Regions from separate parts of the Mus musculus genome. Here regions 1 and 2 are each linked to region 3. Evidence: chromatin contacts called from public promoter capture Hi-C data. All regions are on one chromosome and are shown on one strand. Each heading gives the region's core, a stretch centred on a gene start, on an enhancer-like site or on the middle of the called end of the contact. The rest is flanking DNA. Distances are from core to core; before and after follow the strand shown. Region 1 overlaps Prkaa2 (protein kinase, AMP-activated, alpha 2 catalytic subunit). Region 2 holds the start of Prkaa2 (protein kinase, AMP-activated, alpha 2 catalytic subunit). Region 3 holds the start of Fyb2 (FYN binding protein 2).

The links. Promoter capture Hi-C pulls out the DNA fragments that hold promoters and counts their contacts.
Region 1: a promoter capture Hi-C map of liver shows a contact between it and region 3, with 3 times the contacts expected there. The contact joins the enhancer-like site here to the promoter of Fyb2 in region 3. A contact is called at or near these places in 6 of 39 promoter capture datasets (embryonic stem cells, hippocampal neurons, liver and 2 more) and 1 of 115 datasets of contacts at active chromatin or transcription factors (embryonic stem cells).
Region 2: a contact with region 3 is called in a promoter capture Hi-C map of liver, with 3 times the contacts expected there. The contact joins the promoter of Prkaa2 here to the promoter of Fyb2 in region 3. A contact is called at or near these places in 12 of 39 promoter capture datasets (the C10 cell line, cranial neural crest, embryonic stem cells and 7 more), 45 of 484 Hi-C or Micro-C datasets (the AML12 cell line, B cells, the BV-2 cell line and 26 more), 10 of 115 datasets of contacts at active chromatin or transcription factors (bone marrow-derived macrophages, embryonic stem cells, extraembryonic endoderm stem cells and 5 more) and 2 of 9 other capture datasets (adipose tissue and embryonic stem cells).

Annotation. Positions count from the first base shown.
Region 1 is chr4:105,069,217-105,073,595 of GRCm38.p6, reverse strand. All of the region lies in intron 2 of Prkaa2 (protein kinase, AMP-activated, alpha 2 catalytic subunit), which reads left to right. Among named protein-coding and RNA genes, the nearest start is that of Gm36893, 38 kb to the left of the region's middle. Within about 2 kb of position 1,630, at least 43 of the 459 cell types and tissues checked have an H3K27ac peak or open chromatin away from gene starts, as enhancers often do. A contact at or near this core is called in liver, where this site is marked.
Region 2 is chr4:105,107,125-105,111,526 of GRCm38.p6, reverse strand. Prkaa2 (protein kinase, AMP-activated, alpha 2 catalytic subunit) reads left to right here and starts at 1,629. Exons shown (of 9, transcript NM_178143.2): 1 at 1,629-1,822. The coding sequence starts at 1,729. Gm36893 (a long non-coding RNA gene) reads right to left here and starts at 1,629. Exons shown (of 2, transcript XR_376484.4): 1 at 1,339-1,629.
Region 3 is chr4:104,912,145-104,916,593 of GRCm38.p6, reverse strand. Fyb2 (FYN binding protein 2) reads right to left here and starts at 3,033. Exons shown (of 20, transcript NM_001162980.2): 1 at 2,904-3,033. The coding sequence starts at 2,912.

The DNA of each region.
Region 1 (4,379 bases), core at 381-2,880, 160 kb before region 3:
TTAAGAATTTCATGTGTTTTGATCAAATCTACCTTATTTCTTTATGTACAGTCCCTCTTCCCCACTCTCCATGTACAGCTTCAGAACTCTTTTAAAATCCTCAGTGAGCAATCTTTGAATGTCAGTGTTAATGGGGAGCAAGTTGATAATCCTGTGGAGTTGTTTTGTTTATTTGATGGTAGACAGCAGGATAATGGCCCTCCAAATATCTGTCTTCTCACCTCAAGAACCTGTGAATGTTGTCTGTTATACTAGAAAGACAAACTAAGGTTACAGGTCCTCTTACACTGAAAGAGGGGATTAGTTCTGGACGGCTTGAGAGTCCATGTAAACACAGTAGTCCTCAAAAGCAGCAGACAAGGGTAGAGGAGTCCGAAAGAGATATGAGCAAGGCCATCATGAGTAGATATGGGAAAGACTATGCTGGCTAGCAGAGGCTTACAAGATGGGGAAAGGACTGTGCGAGAACACAGGGCAGCTTCCAAGAGCCAAGACTGCAAAGTGCACTTTGCTGCTGGAGACTCCAGATGCATTCAAACCTTGGCAACACCTTAGTTCATGGGTCAGTGTACTAATCTACAGAACTGTAAGATAATGCACATGTGTTCTTTTCAGCCTCTTAAGTTGGAAGGAGAAGGCAATAGAAACAGTAACACTGTGTGGCTAGTTTTTGTCAACTTGACACAAACTAGAGTTTTCTGGCAAGAGGGAACTTCAGTTAAGGAATTGCCTCTCAGTTTGGCCTATCGGTATGTCTGTGGGGCATTTTCTTGGTTAATGAGTGGTATTAGAGGGTCTAGCCTACTACTATGTGCAGTCCCAAGCCTGAGCATGCAGTCCTAGGTGAAAAGCAAGTTGAAAAAGCGTCAGAGAGTGATTCAGAAAACAGTGTCCCCTGTACTGTCTCTGCTTGTGTTCCTGCCCTTATTTGTCTTCATGCTGCACTGTAGTCTGGAAGATGAAATCAGTCCTTTCCTGCCCAGGTTGCTTTTGGTCAGTATTTTATCACAGCAGCAGAAAATCAGGCTAGAACAAACAGCTATTTGTGGTCTCTCCTCTGAGGACAGGAGAGCCCTCTCTGGTCTGGACCTATTATGTGTAGGCCAGAATAGCCACAAACTCACAGAGCTCTTCCTGCCTCTGACTCCCAGGTGACAGAATTAGAGAGGTGCTACCAAGCCCAGCTTGTGAAATTCCTCAAATGTGTAGTTGGTACAATTTTATAGGCTTTGAAATATTTAGTTTTTATTGTTGTACTTTTTGTCAGTGCACTATTGCAATGATGGAGCCCACGTAGTGCCATCTTGTCAACATCAAGAATATGCCACCGACTGTTCCTAGTTGGCTAATACTTGGTTTGGTGTGCCACTGGGTGATGCAATTGCCATGAAACTTTCAGTTGTACAGTAGGCTTCAATGCTCTATGATACTTACTTTAGGTTTATTCCATTATAAACATAGAATCACATGGCAGTATTTGATTTTAAGATTACCTCTAGTACTAAGTGTTAGAATGTGTGTGTAAAAAACTTGGAAGACTAGTATAAAATGCAACCTGTCAAGGATAACGCACCTCTCTTCCCATTTGTTTTCTAACTTTCAAGTGGCCTGCTTCATGGTGTTATGTAAGAAGTAACTGTTGGCATTGGTAGAATGCCAACACAAAAGCAGGCACTGGCCTCCTGTGAGCTGATTCTAGTTTCCTTGAGCTGACTCCAAGTAGTTTTCAGTAAACTGAAGCAGTTTTTTTGTTTTGTTTTGTTTTTTGCTTTAATACAGTTTTGCTGTGTAACCTAGGCTGACCTAGAACCACTATGTAACACAGTCTGACCTCCCCATCCAACTCACAGTCCGGTGTAACCCAAGCAAACTCACAATCCTATGTGTGCTTCCCTAATGCCGAGATTCTAGGCCAGAGACACTGCCCTTCTCACATCTGACTTGACTCCATATTGGTAATGACTTCAGTGGCTTGTAAGCTAAATTTCTTTGGGGTTTGCTGCTTACTAGCTATTAGGTATAAGAAGAGAAAGATGAAGTGGCCATACTGAAAGTGTCTTGTACCAGAGTGAGGCTAGAGAAGGAACAGATGTCTCTGAATGAGCAGATTTCCACTGGGCTTTTAAAATCCTAGCCCTGGAAGCTCCCATTTGGAGTGTGCGATCTAGATGTGTTCTGCTCTTGAAAACATAGATTGCATTTTATCACTGTTCTAGTTTAATTCTGTTGCTGTGATAAAATACCCTGACAGCAAGCCGCTTAGGGGAGAAGGGAGTTTGCTTGGCATGTAATTACAGTTACAGTCTATTGCTAAGGAGAAGTCAGGTCAGAAACACAAGTAGCTAATCACATTACTTCCTCCTCAGGAGCAGAGAGAAATGAGTGCCCCCTGCTGGCTGCCTTCTGCCTGCTTCTACTTAGCCAGCCTTTTCCCTCTTACACAGTTCAGGAACTAGCCCGTAAAAAGGTGCCACCCACTGCAGGCCAGGTTTTCCTACAACAATTAACAATGACACACAGTCCCCAGCCGACATGTTCATAGTCCAGTCTGATCTAGATAATTCCTCAACTGGGCCTTCCTTCTCAGGTGACTCTGGGTTGTGGCAAACTGACAATTAAAACACAGTCAATAAACAGCTTATCGTGGGATTTAAAATCTGATTTCTCACATTGTAGTTTATCAGTGTTTTCTTGCTCTTGTTTCCATAATTTGTTAACAGTTTTGTCTCATTCTGATTTAGAGTTAGTTACATTGTACTAAAGTAGCTACAGAACAGCCTTAGAGTGGGTCAGCAAGTAATTAGCAGAGAGGAACCAGTGCTCAAAGCTCTTACATTTCAGCCATGAGCTTAAGTCATCCATCTCCATCTCCTCTTGAATTGTGAATTTGAATTTTTTTTAAAAAGAAAAACACTCATGTTTTCTTCCTACTGAGAAAGTTTATTGACATAACCTCTAGTAATGTCAGTGTTACACACACGATCTGATTCATAATCTTTGTTTTGTTCTTTCTTAACTTTCTTAACTGCCAAGAATAGTCTCATTATTGAGAAAAGGTCTCCAGAATCAGTCAGAGAAAATGAATACTAACTACCAAACCTAACAGCTATTTAGTGACTGAGTTCTCTGTGAACTTAAAAGAACTGTGTTTGTTTATCCTGAAAGTCACTGGCAAAGGTTTAAAAGTAACGAATGAGATGGAAAGGAAAAGTGAAAACTTTCTGAAGTCTGAAATTTGTGGACTTGATCTTTGTTTTTGTTTTTTGTTTTGTTTTTCTTTCCTCTGTAGTTCTTAGAGAAATTTGATTTACATTCAAAAAGTGAATACTTCTTAGTTAGGAAAAGATTTCTTTTTTTTTTTTTTTTTTTTTTTCAATTTTATAGTCATCATTTATTATATACTACTTTATATTTACTTTTAGTGTCAATTAGGAATACATGGATTTAGTATCAATTTATACTGTAATCACTTGACATACAGAATGCTAATGTCTATGTAGACAATGTAAAAGTGGTTTGTTATTAATATTATGTATCCATATTTTCATCCCTTTTTTTTTCCATTTTTTATTAGGTATTTAACTCATTTACATTTCCAATGCTATACCAAAAGTCCCCCATATCCACCCACCCCCACTCCCCTGCCCACCCACTCCCCCTTTTTGGCCCTGGTATTCCCCTGTACTGGGGCATATAAAGTTTGCAAGTCCAATGGGCCTCTCTTTCCAGTGATGGCCGACTAGGCCATCTTTTGATATATATGCAGCTAGAGTCAAGAGCTCCGGGGTACTGGTTAGCTCATAATGTTGTTCCACCTATAGGGTTGCAGATCCCTTTAGCTCCTTGGCTACTTTCTCTAGCTCCTCCATTGGGAGCCCTATGATCCATCCATTAGCTGACTGTGAGCATCCACTTCTGTGTTTGCTGGGCCCCGGCATAGTCTCACAAGAGACAGCTACATCTGCGTCCTTTCAATAAAATCTTGCTAGTGTATGCAATGGTGTCAGCGTTTGGATGCTGATTATGGGGTGGATCCCTGGCTATGGCAGTCTCTACATGGTCCATCCTTTCATCTCAGCTCCAAACTCCGTCTCTGTAACTCCTTCCATGGGTGTTTTGTTCCCAAATCTAAGGAGGGGCATAGTGTCCACACTTCAGTCTTCATTCTCCTTGAGTTTCATGTGTTTAGCAAATTATATCTTATATCTTGGGTATCCTAGGTTTGGGGCTAATATCCACTTATCAGTGAATACATATTGTGTGAGTTTCTTTGTGAATGTGTTACCTCACTCAGGATGATGCCCTCCAGGTCCATCCATTTGGCTAGGAATTTCATAAATTCATTCTTTTTAATAGCTGAGTAGTACTCCATTGTGTAG
Region 2 (4,402 bases), core at 380-2,879, 200 kb before region 3:
TTAAGTAAAGGGAGGGGAAGAGTGAGGGGAGCCGGGAGGAAGAGATTGCTTGCTCATAAGTGATTTGCCCACTGGTAACACTCTGGGCATGCTTTGGATTCCCTTTTATTATTATTATTATTATTTTTTACTTCCATCCTCAATACACTCATTTCTTTAATGTGTTTTTACATCATTTTGTTTCCCACAATTCTTTGATCCCTTCTGTGTTTTGTCTATGTTCTACATTTACCTGCACATGTAAATTATTTCCTATTTCTTTTAGTATTTCTCCCTTGTCCCGTATATAATGCATATCTACACACATGTATGCAAGTGCTGAAATATACTTAGGGCTGTGTCTATGATTTATTGGGAAATTTTGTTCAAATGAGTTAGAATTGAGAGTCCTGAAGAGAATGTCTTTTATCTCTATAACACGATTGTCTATATAACTGAATGAAGAAAAGAAATAAAAGGAGACCATAACTGCTCCTGGGTATGGTGGATGTGCTGGCTTGTCATATGGCAACTTGACACAAGGTCATCTGAAAGGAGGGAACCTCAACTGAGAAAATCCAGCTGTAAGGCTTAATTAGTGATTGGTGGGGAAGGGCCCATTGCGGGTGGTTCCATCCTTGCGCTGGTGGTCCTGGGGTCTGTAGGAAAACAGGCTGGACCAGCCCTGATGAGCCAACCAGTATGCAGCAACCCCTCCCCAACCCCCCATGGCCTCCGCATCAGCTCTTGCCTCCAGGTTCCATGCATTGAGTTCCTGTCCTGACTTCCTTCAATGATGAACAGTGCGGTGGAGGTGTAAAAAATAAACCCTGCCCTCCCCAACTTGCTTTCTGGTTATGGTGTTTTATCGCAACAATAAAAGCTTTAACTAACACAATGAGGAAGGCCTGTTATAGATAAAATGAACATACAGGCAGAAGCAGAGGCAGAGACACATGGTCAGACTCAGCAGGGCCATGTGAGGAGAGAGAGGGAGGGAGAGCAAGAGAGGAGCCAAGCCTAAGAGGGGTGGGTGGCCTGGGCTAAGAAACTGGCACAGCCAAAATGGCTGAATTATCTAGGGATCAGAGGACCTGAGGGAAGGGGCAGCTCAGTCCCCGGGCTGGAGAGTTCAGGGTAGGGGTCAGGGTATGCCAGGCAGGAGGACCCTATACCAGGTGGGGACTAAGGGATGCTGAGAGAACCAGCGTCACGTCACCTTTGCTATGTTAATGCTAGGCGTCTCCGTTGGCAGTTTGTCTGGGGGTTGAGACCTAACAATAACACGACCAGGAACTACAAAACAATGGGACGCCATCTGAAGAGGGTACGGACTAGAACGTTCCCAGACAAACAAACCTTGGCTAGGGGGAGCGTGCCAGGGGCTAGGGGCGGGCCGCCCTCTCCAGCGCCTTGCCCTCTGGTCCCGAGGCATGGCTCACGGTCTACACCCCGTCACCCCCACTTCTCCTCAGATTCTCCTTCCATCTCGGTCGCGCTCAGATTCATCCCTTCCATCTTCACCGCCCTGGGCTTTTCTCGGGACGCCTCGGCTCTGCTCCCCCAGCCTGCGTCCACACGCGCCGGGCTGCGCTCTCCCCACCGCGCCCCGGGCGTCCCCGTCCCGCCCCCCGGGCCCGCTGCACTGTGGGTAGGCGGCGGCGGCGGCGGTGGCGGCGGTAGCGGCGGCGGCAGCGGTAGCGGCGGCGGCGCTCAGAGCCCGCGGCAGGGGGAGCCCGTGCGCCGAACATGGCTGAGAAGCAGAAGCACGACGGGCGGGTGAAGATCGGACACTACGTCCTGGGGGACACCCTGGGCGTCGGCACCTTCGGCAAAGTGAAGAGTGAGTGCAGCGGCGCGGGCGGGCGGGCAGGCGCGAGCGAGGCCGGGTGGCAGGTGGAGCGCTCGCGGGCGAGCCCGGGGCACAAGCACCTGGAGCCGCAGCCCGGGCGTGGGTCCGGGGGGACCAGCGGTTATGGGGTGTGCCTTGGCGGGGGGTGCCTCCGAGCGCCCTGTCTTTTCTCTATGCCTCAGCTCGCTTGTCTGCAGAATTGGGCGATTGGCCCAGTCCGAAGGGCCCCGAAGCGTGGGGAGGATGGGGGAGTCACGGCGCCCGCCGCGAATTGGGAGGGGGTCTCCCACTGGTGCCAAGTGCTCTGCGTGGAGCCTCATCTGTGGTCACACTTAATCCTTAACGTGGCACCGGCCGGGTGCGGTCCTCACCTTAAAGGTGAGAGAACTCGAGCTCCAAGGCTTCAGAGACACGCCCAAGGTCACAGAGAATTGGCAGATTCAGGGTGAGGTCTAAGATGTCCTCCAATTTTGGCCTTGCTGATGAGGTCCCTGCCTTTCCCAGATTCTTCCCTGTCCCAGTCCTTTGATGGTGGAGTTGACCAGGGGCATGCCCATAGCAGAGAGGTGCCAAGTCCCTCTGCTGGGTGTGTGAAAACGCTGGAATGCAGCGGGTTGGACAGAGAATTTAGGAGAACCCCTAGCTCTGTAGGTTGATTGGTTCAAGGAAGGATTCTGTGGTCAGGGTCTGGGAGAAAATGTTGCTTGGTGATCGACTTTGGGTCCCCAAGAGGTCAGACTTGCTTAGGCAAGGGGTATGTTTGTTGGTGAAGGGACTGCTTTGGGGGTTTTGGAAAAAAACTGGTTGCTTTTGAAATGTCACACTGCACTAAACTAGTTAAGTATTAAACTTTGCTTTGCTTTCTTATTAGTTAATAAGAGTCACATGGGGTTTGATTACCCGTCCTTTTAACAGAACTACAGCTCTTGTTAAAAAAAATACTTGGTAGCAAGTTGGGAATTAAAAGTGAAACATTAGCCTTTTGTTGTTGTTGAATAAATATCGGGTAAGCAGTCTGGGGATTTTATGCTGAGGCTTATTTTCTACATTTTAACCTCCAGTGAAGGTTTGAATAGAAGGGAGAGACTCCTCATTCCTGCGAGGATTAACTCCTCTTGGTGTATCTAATACCGGTTTGTACAACTAGAAAACACTGAATGCTCTCACCACATGCGGGGAACTGTTCTGGGCAACGGAGTTCTAGGAAAGAGCAAAACCTGAGCTCTCCTGGGACTTACTCGCTATGAGGGAAAGACAATCAGAATACATGTGAAAAGTATATGGCCCCCTCCTATTGAGAAAGGAGAACAGGGGAAGGAAGGATGGAGCCTTTTGTGAGGTTGGCAGATTATATTAAGGTGCCACGTGGCCTCACGGAGTGGGTATTTTTGTAAAGACCTAAAATGTTTGTAAAATTCTTTGAAGTCTTGTGAAGTTGGGATCTTGTAAGAGTTGTGGATAGTTGGGAGATGATAATGATAGAGATTAGATAATGATGTTGCCACCATCTTTGCAGAGAACTGCTTTGCTGTGGCATTGCAAAGTTATGCAAACGGCTGCTTTGCCATTTAGGGTAAGTTATATAACTTAGCCTATATGCTTTCATGTTCTGCTAAGTGCTTTTGTTTGCGCTTGCTTTTTTTTTTTTCCTCTTGATGTAGAGTGGAATACCCGATCTGATTTCTCAGGCCATTGTCAAGGGATAGTTCGAAAATATTTGGTTATAGTCTCTGTCTGCTTCTAAGCGCCAGCTTCCTAAAATATAAATGGAGCAGAAGGGACCTTTGGCTTATGAGAAAAATCTTTTTCCTGGAGAACCCTGCTGGAACGAGCTGTTTGGATTTCTCCTGACCATTTTATCTTCCCTAAAGAGATATTCCCTATGTGGTGTGATAGTTACTATTAATTGTCAAATGCACACAAGGAAGAAACACCTAGGAAGGGAAGCTTAATGAAGAATTATTTAGATCCAGTTAGCTTCTGCGCATGCTCAAGTGGGAAGCCCTCCCCCATTCTGGGCAGTACTGTTCCCTGAGTTTGGGTCCTGCGCTCTGTTAAGTATAGAGGGATGGGCGAGCATGATGAGCAGGCCTGCCTGCATGTGTTCTCTCTCTCTGCTGGTGACCGAGGATGTGCTTCACGTTCCTGCCTTGACTTCCCTCAAACGGACTGTAGCCTGGAAACTGAATTAAAATAAACCCTTTCTTCCCTAAGTCACTTTTAGTTGGGGTGTTTTATGACAGAAATTAAGCTAGGTCAAGTGGGTTTGTAATCAATACAGCTGTAGTTGTTAAGTCAAGGGGCTGGTGAAACAAAGTATATGCGTATTAAGAATACATTTTAGGGCTGGAGAGATGGCCCAGTGGTTAAGAGCACAAACTGCTCTTCCAGAGGTCCTGAGTTCAATTCCCAGCAACCACATGGTGGCTCACAACCATGTAATGGGATCTGTTGCCCTCTTTTGGTGTGTCTGAAGACAGCTACAGCTCATATACATAAAACAAGTAAATCCTAAAACTTAAAAAAAAGAGTACATTTTAATTTATTATTTGACATTTCATACAATGTGCT
Region 3 (4,449 bases), core at 1,784-4,283:
CTCCTTCTAAACTGCTCAGTATTAAGTCATCTCTTAAAAAAAAAAAAAAAAAAAAAAAAAAAAAAAAAAAAAAAAACCGCTGGCTCCTTCCTTCCTCAAGCTCAGCCTTTGTGCCTTTGGGTCATCAGCAATCCTCTCCCTCCCTCCTTCCCTTCTCTAGTCAGCATAGCTCGATGACTCTACCTTTAGCATACAGATGCACCTTGACTTACCACAGGATAATGGCACAGCAATCCCATGGTGAGTAGAAAATACCATATCGTAAGCTAAAAACACAGTTGATGCACCCATCCTACTAAAACTCATTGCTTAGCAACAGAGAACACTTAGAATATTCATTTACCTGTATAGCGCCACACATGGCTGATAAAAGATCAAGAGTCACAGCTCAAAGTAGTTTTGCCAAATGAAAGCCGCTTCTGTGCCTTATAAAGCCAAAACATGGTTGGTTCAGTCATCCAAAGTCTGAGACCCCGAATCTGACACTTGTAACCACCGTCCCTGCTAAGCCAAGCCTGAGCCACTTCTTCTTAGATCTAAGCACCTTCCCTCTACCAGGCCAGCCAGCTGCTGCTCTCTCACTTCTGGCCATCTCATTTCCAAACTCCAGCCACCTGACTCTTAGGAAATGGAAGCCAGATGGTGCCACATAGCTACTTGCCATCGTCGGGCAAAGCTGGTTTCCACTAAGGGTTCCACGCCCTTTATGATGTGAGCTTCTATCCCTTGCTTGCCTTGCTTCTTTAGCGTACACTTGGCTGCTTGCTCTTCATCAAAGAAGCTTAGATGAACTATGCATCTCAACAGAATCTTTCCCCCAAAACATCCACACAACCACTCTCTAACTTAAAGTCTCTGTTCAGTTTCTTCTTCATATTTATTGACCTTTGACACTGTGCCCCTTAAAGTGGCAGTCTCCTCGGTTGTCTCATGACCTTAGAGCCTTCTCTGCTTCGAATGTCTGCATTGCATTAGCTACCGTTTAACCCTTAGAGTTTCGCTTCCTTCTCCTTTCTTACTAGTATATAAAGTGTCATGAATGTGTTTTATACAGCTACATAGCTGAGTCTGATCTCGAACTTTTGATCCTGCCTCAGCCTTCCAGGTGCTGGAACTACACTCATGTACCAGTGTGCCTGGCTAACGCAGAGATTTGGGACTATTTGGTTCCTAACTGTATCCATGTATCCAAAAAGGAAACTGACAATACAAAGGAGGTGATATATATATAATATATATTTTAAAATATATATATTTTAAAGGAATGTTCCGTTGGCTTTCTAAAACAATAGATGGATCCTCTCCAGATGAGAAACTACCCATATTTCTCTTTGGGTCCTTCCCCCTCATCTTTCTGAGCAGAGGAAGACGTGCACTGATTTTTCTTGTTCTATAAAATGTTACTAGGAAGCAAATACGTCCTTTGGTACTTTTTGTACATCCTGTCTGTTCGGCTGGAGTAATTAATTCTTGCTCCTGCTGCCTGGCTTAGAGCCGGCTCCCAGGAGCTATGATTCACCAACCTGAGCCTAGGCCCTAGCCCTGTTCTGACTGGTGGTGCCATACCATGTAGCAATAATGTACTGCCCTTCAGCTTCTTCACCTAAAAACCCCAGGGACAATGACCTCCAGGTCTTTGTCCCATCAGGTTGATAAGCAGAAGTGGTGGTGGGCAGTTCGGATGCTGGCTAGCCAGAGAGGGCAGAATGTAAATGCTTTTCTTTTCTTTTCTTTTTTCTGAATCCACAGGCTGAATCAGTTCAGCCTGGCAAGTTGCCAACTCGGAAGAAGGTCCCAAAAGTTGACCAATAGAGGTTGACATGGTGACACCTGCCTGTAATTCAAGCATTTAAAAGGTTGAGGCCAGTCTGGGCTGTAAATCCATACCCTTTCTAAATAAAATAATTTCCCCCACCCCACTAAAGGAAGTAGTTTCTAAACATGGTAGCACCACAAATGGGCTGGAACTGGGGTTCTTGGCTCCCCCTTTCCAAAACTCAACTAACTGAATGGTGTGAACCACCAGAGGTACCAGTGTTGCCAGAGATGCAAGCACCCCTTTAAAACTCCAGAGCAATCCTTGCCAGCCACAGATGAGCGAATCCACCATCCTGACTGTAAACCAAACATCTGGGTGGGAAGTAACACAATTTCAATAGTAAATAACTTTGTTCCCAAATATGTAATAGAGACATGGCACAACATGCTTGTATATATCTGTGAAATGCAAGTCACTAACAGAACAGCAGGGCAAGGACTAGAAGGGATGGGGTTAGCCAGGCAAAATCTCTGACTATGCTAACAGCATCCAGCTGATCGAAGCCATTCAAACCCTCGCGTTGCTTTTGTCAAAACCAAAATCCTCCAGTGTCCCCCTGTGTGGCTCAGACTGGCTTTAGCTTTTCAACACCCCAGCCTCTGGAGCTACCGCAAGCCTGGGCTCTGTTTTTTCATGCACCTTCGGTCTCACTTAAGTGAGATAGATCCCTAGGGCTCAAGGGCATTAGCACTTTTGCCCCAGCCCACAGAGTTCTTAGGGAACAGCGATGTAAAAAATGCCACAGGGCATATCACTTACTACGAGGCTACCTTTTCCCAGAGTCATGCTCTGTCCTTGAACCTGGACACCCATCTGCCACCGCAGAGGCCGGACAGAGAAGGAAAGTCAACAATGAAGTGACAGGCACTTGAACTGTGCCCTGAGTTAGAGAGAGCTCCTCGGGTTCTATAGAGACAGAGGGCACAGGCTGCCTGAGCAAGGCCAGCATGCCAGTTTCATAGCGGGACACCTGACATGTTTGGCCCGGCCCAGGACACACTGGCAGCTCTTTCCCTAGAGCTTCCTCCTTTGGAAGGAACTAAAGTTCGCAAGATTACAGCCCACACGCGAGCGGGTGCCTTACCTCCTCCATTGTGGTCCTCCTAGGCAGCGACTGGGAGACAATGCCAGCTTCCCAGAGTTGGATCCTGGGGCCAACAATGCTCTCGCCTCCGCCAGCCAGCTTGCAGTCACTTCGCCTGTCCCGGAGGAGCTGGAGCCGGGGCTCCTCACCTGCTCCACCTGGGCTGTGGCTCCTCCCTCTCTCGGGTGGGCGGGCCTCCATCCTGCCAGCCGGACCTGCTGCATAGGGGTAGGGGCCGGTGTGTGGGCAGAAGGCCACTGGTCCCGGGCTTCCTTGCCATCACTCCCTTTGCACTGGTTTCATTTTGTGCCTGAGTCGGGTCCTCTCCCATCACATCCCATCTGGGGGAGTTTCTGAGAGCTGAGTACATCTTGTCCCTAAAGTTAGACTGAAAAAAAAAAAAAAAAAAGCTCAGGACACCGTGATCTCCTTTAGTGAGCGCCCTCACCCAACTCCGCCCCTGCTGATGGCTACTTAATTTCACAAAAGCTGCTCAGGGCTCCTAGAAAAGAAAGCTCTTAAGTGTCGCTAAGCTGGCAGGTGCTTTTATTGGGGGGGGGGGGGGGGTGAGCGGAAGCTGAAATAAATTACACCTGTTTTTAAAGACAGGCATGGTCGCGGTGTTTTAAGACATGAATCCCTTTAGCTCTTACAAGTAGCCCTGGAATCAAGTTCAGCTGTCCTCCTTTTAGCAGGGCACTAACTGGAGCTTGGAGAGATGGCCTTAACTAGCTCGGAGTGATGCTGGTAGGATGCTGAAGGAAAGGAGCTCTGATGGACAATGACTCCGGGTTCTGATTTCTTTGCTGTTTCCTGCCTGAGCTGATCCTGGCTGGAAACCCAAACTTCAGTTCCTAGATTTGGGGTGGGGGTGGGGGTGGGGCAGCAGATCTCTCAGCTGTCCTGGGGATTGGAGGTGGGCAGGTGCTCTGATTTATATACGGCCTGCTGAGTTTCATTGCTTTTTATGGACTAAAAAAAAAAATGTTTTTGTTTGTTTGTCTGTTTGGTTGTTGTTTGGTGCAGGTTCTCCTACTCAAGCTGCCTTCAAACTCACATTATAACTTGGAATGCCTCCAACCAAATCATTATTGTTGTCTTCTCTGTTTATAGCCCTGGCTATCCTGGCTATCACTGTGTAGACCAGGTTGGCCTCAAACTCACAGAGATCTATTTGCCTGTGTCTCCCTAGTGCTATGATTTAAGGCATGCACCACCATGCCTGGCTTTCAAAGTCTTAAAAAAGGTCGGTAACCGTAGGCCATCGAGGCGTCCCTGAGACGCTGCAACACTGAGAGGACAGTGAAGGTGTGCTGACTACCACACAACACCCACTGTTGGGTAGGCGAGACATGGGACCAGTACTTTGTCCACTCCAGAGTCACTGTCAGACCCTATGTGAGATACACATTAGACAGCATGCTTCCATGTATAAACACTGGCTCCTCAGACTTCAAGGCTTGAATGTGAACATGATTTTAGCAATAATCAGAATAAATTGTATATATCCCATGATTACCTTAAATACTTAAATTTTATTTTGTGT